2 separate regions of the Sus scrofa genome follow, and region 2 is linked to region 1. The links are chromatin contacts, called in public HiChIP or PLAC-seq maps. All regions are on one chromosome and are shown on one strand. Each heading gives the region's core, a stretch centred on a gene start, on an enhancer-like site or on the middle of the called end of the contact. The rest is flanking DNA. Distances are from core to core; before and after follow the strand shown.

Region 1 (3,771 bases), core at 174-2,673:
TCTGAGGTTACTGGGCTGCTGCCACGGGACAGTGGGACAAAGGCCCCTCACCTGGACAGGCCACAGATACAGCCCCGCCTTCTCAAGGCTGGTATTTTTAGACAAAGTCCTTGGCTCCCTTATCTAAATAGCCTGACTGAAGACCTTGATTTCTCAGCGTTTCCAGCATCCAACGGGACTGGTCTCCGCGGCCTCTCTCCAAAGCCTCTGGACGGCTCCCAGCTCCCTCCAGTTCAATGTCCAGGCCCACCTCCACAGCTGTCTGGACAAAAGCCCCCTTTCATCACAATCCTTTTGTTCAATAAGCCCATTTTTCTTGGAGCAAGTTCAGCCAAGTACCCGCTGCTTAGCAGACCTGTTTTCTTCCCCAGCACTGTGAAATCCCCTCACAGAAGCCGTTTCCTGTATGCTAGGCCCTGAATTTCCGAAGCAGCCAGGGGAACCTCCTCTAGTCCCAGCTCATGGCCAGTAAAAGAGGATCTGTCATTTTCAAATGTATCCCTACTCCATTTACTTTCAGAAAGGACTGGGGCGGCGGGGTGCGAGCTGAGTGAGGGACCTGGGGTGGTAAACGTGATAAATGGAGCAGGGGGCCCTCGCACCCGCCTCCGCGGGCAAAGGTGCTTCAGTCACAGTCAGGGGGCTGCCTCCTGCGCGGGGGCGGGCGGACGGGGCGGCATCCACAAAGCCAGCAGGCCGCAGCACTCACCTTTGGCCAGTGTTCAGGGAGGCTGCGGGGATGCCGCCCCGCTCGCCCCAAGGTTCGAGGCCCCGGCGTCCTCAGCACCACGGACAGGGAAACTGAGGCTGCAGAAGCCGTCACAGGGCTGGGCCGGCTGTGCGGCCTTGAACCAGTCGCCTCTTCTCTCTTTTTGACCTGGGAACAATAATTTCTCAGGCTCCAGCTAGGACAGGGCGTGGTCGCGCCTCCCAGGGAGCTGAACCGGCGCTGTTAAATGTTATAAAAACACACATATGGAGCTGCAGAAGGAGGTGCCTCGCCCCAAGGTCACGCGGAGAGAGAAGCCAGCCTCCTGGCACCAGCTTCCTGCCTGTCCCCCCCCCGCCAGGCCCCCGCCTCTGATGTCTTGCAGGTTTCGAGGGGTTCAAGCACAGTTGCAGCCTCCAAGGTCAAGCTCGGGCTCCTCTGAGGCTCAGGGCCACCCCGCCTGCCCGCCCTCGGGGAGCCCCCACACCACGTTAGCTTTCTCCATCCCCGGCGCCCCGGGTCCCGCTCCACGCCCCGCCTCCCGCAAGGCCCCGCCTCCCGCGGCCGCCGCACCCGGGTCGGGGTGGGGGCGGGGGCGGTGTGCTGCCGCCGCAGCCAATGGGGAGGCGGCGTGGCGAGGGCGGAGGCGGTTGTGATGCGCTGGGCCGGCGGGCGGCGGCCAATCAGCGGCGAGCCCGAGGGCGGGCTGTGACGCGGCCGGCGGTCCTCGTGCGGCGGCGGTATAGGAGCGAGCGCCACGGCGAGCAGGTCCAGCCGAGAGCTACCGCCGTCCGCCGCTCGCTGCCTCCGCACCGCCGCCGCCCCCGGCCTGCCCGTCAGCAAGCGGGTGAGCGGCCTCCACGCTCGGCCTCCGGGAGGGGGCCGTCCGGCCGGACCCTGAGCCTCGCCCTCTCTCGCTGCGGCCGACCGCGCCTCCTCGGCCGCCTGCCCGGCATGAAGACCAAGTTCTGCAACGGGGGCGAGGCGGAGCCCTCGCCGCTCGGGCTGCTGCTGAGCTGCGGCAGCGGCAGCGCGGCCCCGGGGCCCGGCGTGGGGCAGCAGCGCGACGCCGCCAGTGACCCGGAGCCCAAGCAGCTGGGCGGGCGGCAGCCGCCGCTCGCGCTGCCCCCGCCGCCGCCGCCGCCGCTGCCGCTGCCCCCGCCGCCGCCGCCGCCGGCGGACGAGCAGCCCGAGCCCCGGACGCGGCGCAGGGCCTATCTGTGGTGCAAGGAGTTCCTGCCCGGCGCCTGGCGGGGCCTCCGCGAGGACCAGTTCCACATCAGTGTCATCAGGTCGGTGGCGGCCGCGCGCGGGGCGGGCGGGCGGGCGGGCTGCGCGGCTGCGGTCAGGTGACGCTGGCCGGGGGCGGGGCGGGAGGCCGGGCCGGGCACGGGGGCGCGGGCCGGGCGGGGGGCAGCGCGGCCCTCGAAAGGCACCTTTCCCGAGCCCTTGTGAAATCCGAGCCCAGTCCCGCGCAACGGGCCCCGCGGCCACCAAGACCCTCCGGAAGGCAGGCTGTTGAAAAAATACCGGTTTCGTGGGAAAACAGGTCTCTTCTCAGGAGGACAATACTGATGGATCACAAAGTACTTTTTGTAGAGAGCCTGAAAATATGCAAGTGTTTTTGCGGTTTAGGGCCCTGAATGAAGGAGGGATGTTGTGGCAGGCTTAAAAAAATATGCCTTGGTAACTTTGACTTCTAGTTGCTCAAGTCCATGATTTGAATTTCTTTTTTTTTTCCCACTGAAAGAGACATTTGTTGGTGGTGAAGGGGTGACATTCGCTCCTTCCCCACTGACACTGTTCAGACGTGTAGGTGTGTTACTAGCCAAAATTAGGATGTGTGGCTCCAGAAGTTACTAGGAGTAAGGTAGAAAAATCACCCCCCCCCCTCGTTTAGGCTTAAAAAATCAATCATAAGTTTAAATTACAAAAAAAAGTAGGTGTGTACCTATTCAGATTTCTTAAGGAAAACATAAACTTGATTTTTGTGGTACTGCACCTGTGACATCACCCCTCACCATGTAGGAGCCTTCCTTCCATTCAGCCCTTCAAATATGTGTTGTCTTTTTCTGCTCGTTTTCTTCTAATGGGCTGACCAGGTTGAGTGCAGTGTCGAGGCGCTGGCTGACTGCCACTGATAATCCTCAGATGCTGTTTTAGTCATTTGATTCCTTTTTCTGTGCCCAGCCTTTCTCCGGAGCTGCAACTGCAGCAAAATTAACTGGGCTTCACTTTATTTTTGTGCCTCTGGCCTCTTATAGGTATGCTTAGGAGCAGTGGAGGTCAAAGGTAGAAAGAAAGAAGCCCTCGGTGTTCTGATAATCCCTGAATTGCCTAAGGAAACTTTTTTTTTTTTATGAAATTCTCTCCCAAACTACCGTGTTTAGTTAGGCCTGAAAGTCCTCAGTGACATCATCCATCTGTAAAATAGAAAACCTCGAGGGCAGTGACTTGCCTTCGGTCATTGCTCTGAAAATGTTGAGACGGGAAGTTCCCATTTGGGTGCAGTGGTAACGAATCCGACGAGGAACCATGAGGTTGCAGGTCCGATTCCTGGCCTCGCTCCGTGGGTTAAAGATCTTGCGGTGCCGTGAGCTGCAGTGTAGGTCTCAGACGAAACTCGAATCCTGCATTGCTGTGGCTGTGGTGTAGGCCAGCAGGTGTAGCTCCGATTTCAACACCTAGTTTGGGAACCTCCGTATGCCAGGGGTGCGGCCCTAAAAGGCAAAAAGAAAAAAGAAAGAAAACGTTGGGACACCCTGGATCCAGTCACAAGATGTTTTTGTGGCCATTTCTGGGGCGTGTCACTCGTCAGATAACCTCTAAGTCTTGCTCAAATCCGACAGCCTAAAAGCACTTTCAGTGAAGAAACTCGTCAGTAGTCACTCCAGGAAAGAAATAGAAGCTTTTTATTCAAGCCAGTCTGAGGTGGTAACCAGGAGACAGTGTCCAGAGAGCTCTCGGACTGTTTGGACGCGGTAGAGGAGGCGGTCAGGGTGATGGGAGGCGTGTCTGTGGCCAAGCTCACGTCTGGCCAGGACGTCGCTGCTGGTCACGAG
Region 2 (3,796 bases), core at 1,166-3,665, 140 kb after region 1:
CTGAATGAATGACACAATGGATAACTGCTGGGTGGCTGTGTACACAGATGGATGGGCAGGTGGCCCAGGTAGAAGCTGAGTGACCAGTGAGCGTGGGTCAGAGAGACTGCTATCTCCTCACCTCTGTCCTGGGAAGCTGATTCCTTAAAATAACTATTGGACTGAAAAGAGAGAGCCAGAGGGATTGGGGAGATCACAGGGTCTCCTGGCCACAGTCTGGGCAATGGGTACAGTGACGAAAGAAAAGAACATAAAGCTCCTCAAAGACTCTTTGGGGACTTCTTTGCCCTCGCCACACCAATCTTGTTCCCTCCCTTCGCCCTCCTGGTCATCAGCTTTTGTGGCTCAGCGAGCCTCCAAGGAAGAGTGGCTCTGGGGGACACTAGGGTGGGAGGGCCATCCCCAAATGACACTGCAGTCCTGATGGCCTTTCCTCCACTCTCGCTTGGGCCTGTGTACCTTGCCCCTCTCCCACCCCAGGCCACCGGTGCCGAGGTCAAGGGCAAATTTGGGTTTGTGGCCTGGCTCTGCCACATACGGGCTGTGTGGACTCGGGTTGTCAGAACCAGCTTCGCAGGGATCTGGTGAGGACGAAACGAGCTTGTGTGTGTGGTCTTGCCCTCAGCTGGCTCACCCAGCGCCCTACGCATCCCTGTGGGTGCTCCACCACCGAAAAGCTTGGGCTTGCATCGCTCCACTGGCATATTGTGACTGTGTGCCTTCGGGCAAAGCCCCTTAAATTCTCTGAGCCTCTGTCTCCGTGTCTTGCAGAATGAGGTTCCCACCTACTTCTTACAGTTGGTGAGCGTGTCAGATGGGATCATTTGTGTCTGGGGCCAGGGGCTCCCACCCCGAGACACAGTGGGGTCCAGACGCTCATGCGCACTGAGCCAGCATTGGGCCGAGGCCCTGGCTGCAGTTCCCCCTGGCCACACATCTCCCAGAGCTTCCCAGGGCTCTGTCACAGCCCCAAGGTTTGTGACAGCAGCTTCTTCCCATCCAGCAATCATGGCACACTGCTGCCCTGAGGCTCGGGGGTAGTCCTGGGGTCTCTCAGGGCTCAGGGCACCGCTTCAGCCATAGGTGCTGGTTCCACTGTCCAGAGTGGGCCTTTAAGAAAAATAACAATATGGGTAAGTCCTCCTCCCACCCCGACCCTAGGACACCAGGCCAGCAGGGAGGAGGGGCAGGGTGGTTCCGGGGTGCACGGAGGAACAGGCGATGTGATGAGGGCGCTGGGAGGGGCCAGCAGGAGGGGGAGTCAATTGGTCAGGACGGTGGACCACCGGACAGAGGGTCCCAAAGCCACTCCAGAGACCCTGGGTCTGGCTCCCAGCTCACGCGGCTCTCCCGAGACAAGCCTTCCAATTAGATGGGTTGGTCCAGGTCCTGGCCCTCCCGGGCCTCGGTTTCCCCACCTGCAGTGAAGAAGTTGGACCCCGTGGTACTCAGGACGCCGCCACCCTCGGTCACACCAGGGTCTGCTCTGCGCATGCCTGTTCTCCAAGCTTGCCCCACCCTTTGCCCCTCGCTTCTCACGGCTCCCTGGGCCCAGGAGGGAGCCTCGCCCCCATTTCACAGGCAGGAGTCAAGGCCCAGAGAGGGCCACTGACTCTCCCCAAGTCACACAGCCTGTCAGGGAGGGCTGTCAGAGCCAGTGGGGGTTAGGAGCCCCCCCTTTTTTCCATTTTTGGCTGCCCCCAGGCGTATGGCATTCTCAGGCCAGGGATCCTTTTTTGGCTGCTCCTTGGCGTATGGAGTTTCCAGGCCAAGGATCAGATCTGAGCTGCAGTTGCCGCCCTCATCGGATCATGCAACCCGCTGTGCTGGGCTGGGGATCGAACCTACATCTTGGTGCTGCAGAGATGCCACGGATCCCGTTGAGCCACAGTGGGAACTCCCATCTGAAGCTTTAAAGAGTCACTGCAAGTAATTTCCCAAGGCCATGCGCATCTCCCCAGGGAAGCGCCCCCCCCCCCCAGAGGTGCGGATGTTCTGATTCCCAGAGGAGGGGCCAAGGGCAAGGGCGGGAGCCTGGCTGCAAGACCTGGACTCGCTGGCCTATGACAGCTGTGTGAGGTAGAACCAGCAGGGACCCCAGCAGCTCCTCTGGGTGGATTTCAGTCCCCCCCACCCCTATCCCGCCCGTCCCCTCCTCTCCACCAACTCAGCACAAACACTTCCTGCCCTGGGATCTCCTGGCCCATAAATACCCATCAGTCTGGGAGATGCCCAGCTCAGCCCAGGAAGCTGAGACCCTACGGCCCCTCCCTAAGGCCCCAGCACCAGCTCAGAGGAGCACAAGGGATGGGCCGGAGGGAGCCGGAGTCGCCTGGAACCCGACACTCCACAGCCAGCTCCCGTGACACTGCCCGCTCCGCAGCCGCGCCCGCATCCGCATCTGTAAAACAGGAGCACGGCCCTCTGCTAAGGGAGTGCCATCCGTCTCCCCAAGTCTGGGCCCCTTTTCTAAACTTGGAGAAAGAAACTCCTTCTCTCCAAAGGGAGCAGGGAAGTGGTTTCCTAAGATGGGGGTGGGCAGTGCTCACCCGCGAGGGAAGGATGCTAACAGAGGGGCTGCAGGAGGGACCAAGCTGGCACCTGGGCCACTGAGGGGCAGGGGGGACAAAGCCGAGCTGACATCCAGCCACCCTGCCTGGCCTGGGCTCCTCCAGCCTCAGGCAGCTCACCACTGCCAGCCCAGCTCTCTCCGAGGTTGCAGGCCCACCCACCAGTGGCGTCACCTCACACCATGATGGGCTCGCTGCTGGTGCCCTGAGAGGCCCTGCGCCAAGTGGCAGTGACCCCGGGCACCCATGGCAATGAGATGGCCGGGGTCTACCTGACCCAGCACTGCTTCCGGCCCCAGGGGAGCTGCAGAAACCCAGCTTCGCCTCCATGCCTGTGCCAGCCAAGCCAGGGGTCACAGCCATCTGGTGCCAAGTGGGCAGTAACCTTGACCACATCCTCGTCAGCTCCTTCCTCAGGGGGCATTCCTCTGCCTGCAATGCCCATTTCTCCATTTTCAGTTTAGAGAAATCCCGATTGATGCCACCTCCTCCAGGAAGACCTTCCTGATCCCAGGCTGAGATGGGCCCTCCTCTGTGTTCTCTAGACCCTGGGGTTGCCTCAGGTCAGCCCCACCGGCTGTGTTTACCCAACCACTGTTTACACCTGCCTTCAATGGACACTGGCCCAGCGTCTCTCTGAGCCGAGCTCTGGCCAGCTCGGGTGAGAGAATGGGGAATCGAACCAAGGCGCTGTCCTCAGCTTATTGCAAGAGACAGAGGATGGACCCAACAGCCACAAACCAGGAGGCTAAATGCAGAGGTGAGGGCAAGGATATAACTTGGCCAGGGGCAGTCAGGGAAGGCTTCCTGAAGGAGGCGGGATCTCAGCCAAGCCTCAAAGGGTGAGTCTAGGAATTCCCACTGTGCGCAATGGGATCGGTGATGCCTCTGCGGCAACAGGACACAGGTTCAGGACACAGGCCTGGCACCATGGGTTAAAGGATCCAAATCTGATCCCTGGCCCAGGAACTTCTATGCCACAGGGAGGCCGAAAAAGAAAAAAAAGGGGAGGTGAGTATGAATTAACCAGGTGAAGAGAGGAAAGAAGGAGCTTCCAGAGACCGGGCAGCAGGCTCAAGGTTGAAGGTGAGGCCAGCGCGGGGCTTGGAGGTGTGAGAGCTGACAAGGCAGGTGGGCAGGGCCAGGCTGAGGGTTTAGGGCCAGACCTAGGGTTTACGGCGCCCCCATGAGCCCGTAAGCTGCTGCTGCAGGGTCTCAGTGGCTGC

The links. HiChIP or PLAC-seq counts read pairs in DNA pulled down with a chosen protein or histone mark.
Region 2: a contact with region 1 is called in an H3K27ac HiChIP or PLAC-seq map of alveolar macrophages. The contact joins the promoter of ACY3 here to the promoter of CHKA in region 1. A contact is called at or near these places in 1 of 47 Hi-C or Micro-C datasets (liver) and 1 of 2 datasets of contacts at active chromatin or transcription factors (alveolar macrophages).

What each region holds. Positions count from the first base shown.
Region 1 is chr2:4,787,085-4,790,855 of Sscrofa11.1, forward strand. CHKA (choline kinase alpha) reads left to right here and starts at 1,424. Exons shown (of 13, transcript XR_002341423.1): 1 at 1,424-2,001.
Region 2 is chr2:4,930,421-4,934,216 of Sscrofa11.1, forward strand. ACY3 (N-acyl-aromatic-L-amino acid amidohydrolase (carboxylate-forming)) reads left to right here and starts at 2,416. Exons shown (of 9, transcript XM_021083255.1): 1 at 2,416-2,852; 2 at 2,855-3,075; 3 at 3,741-3,796. The coding sequence starts at 2,753.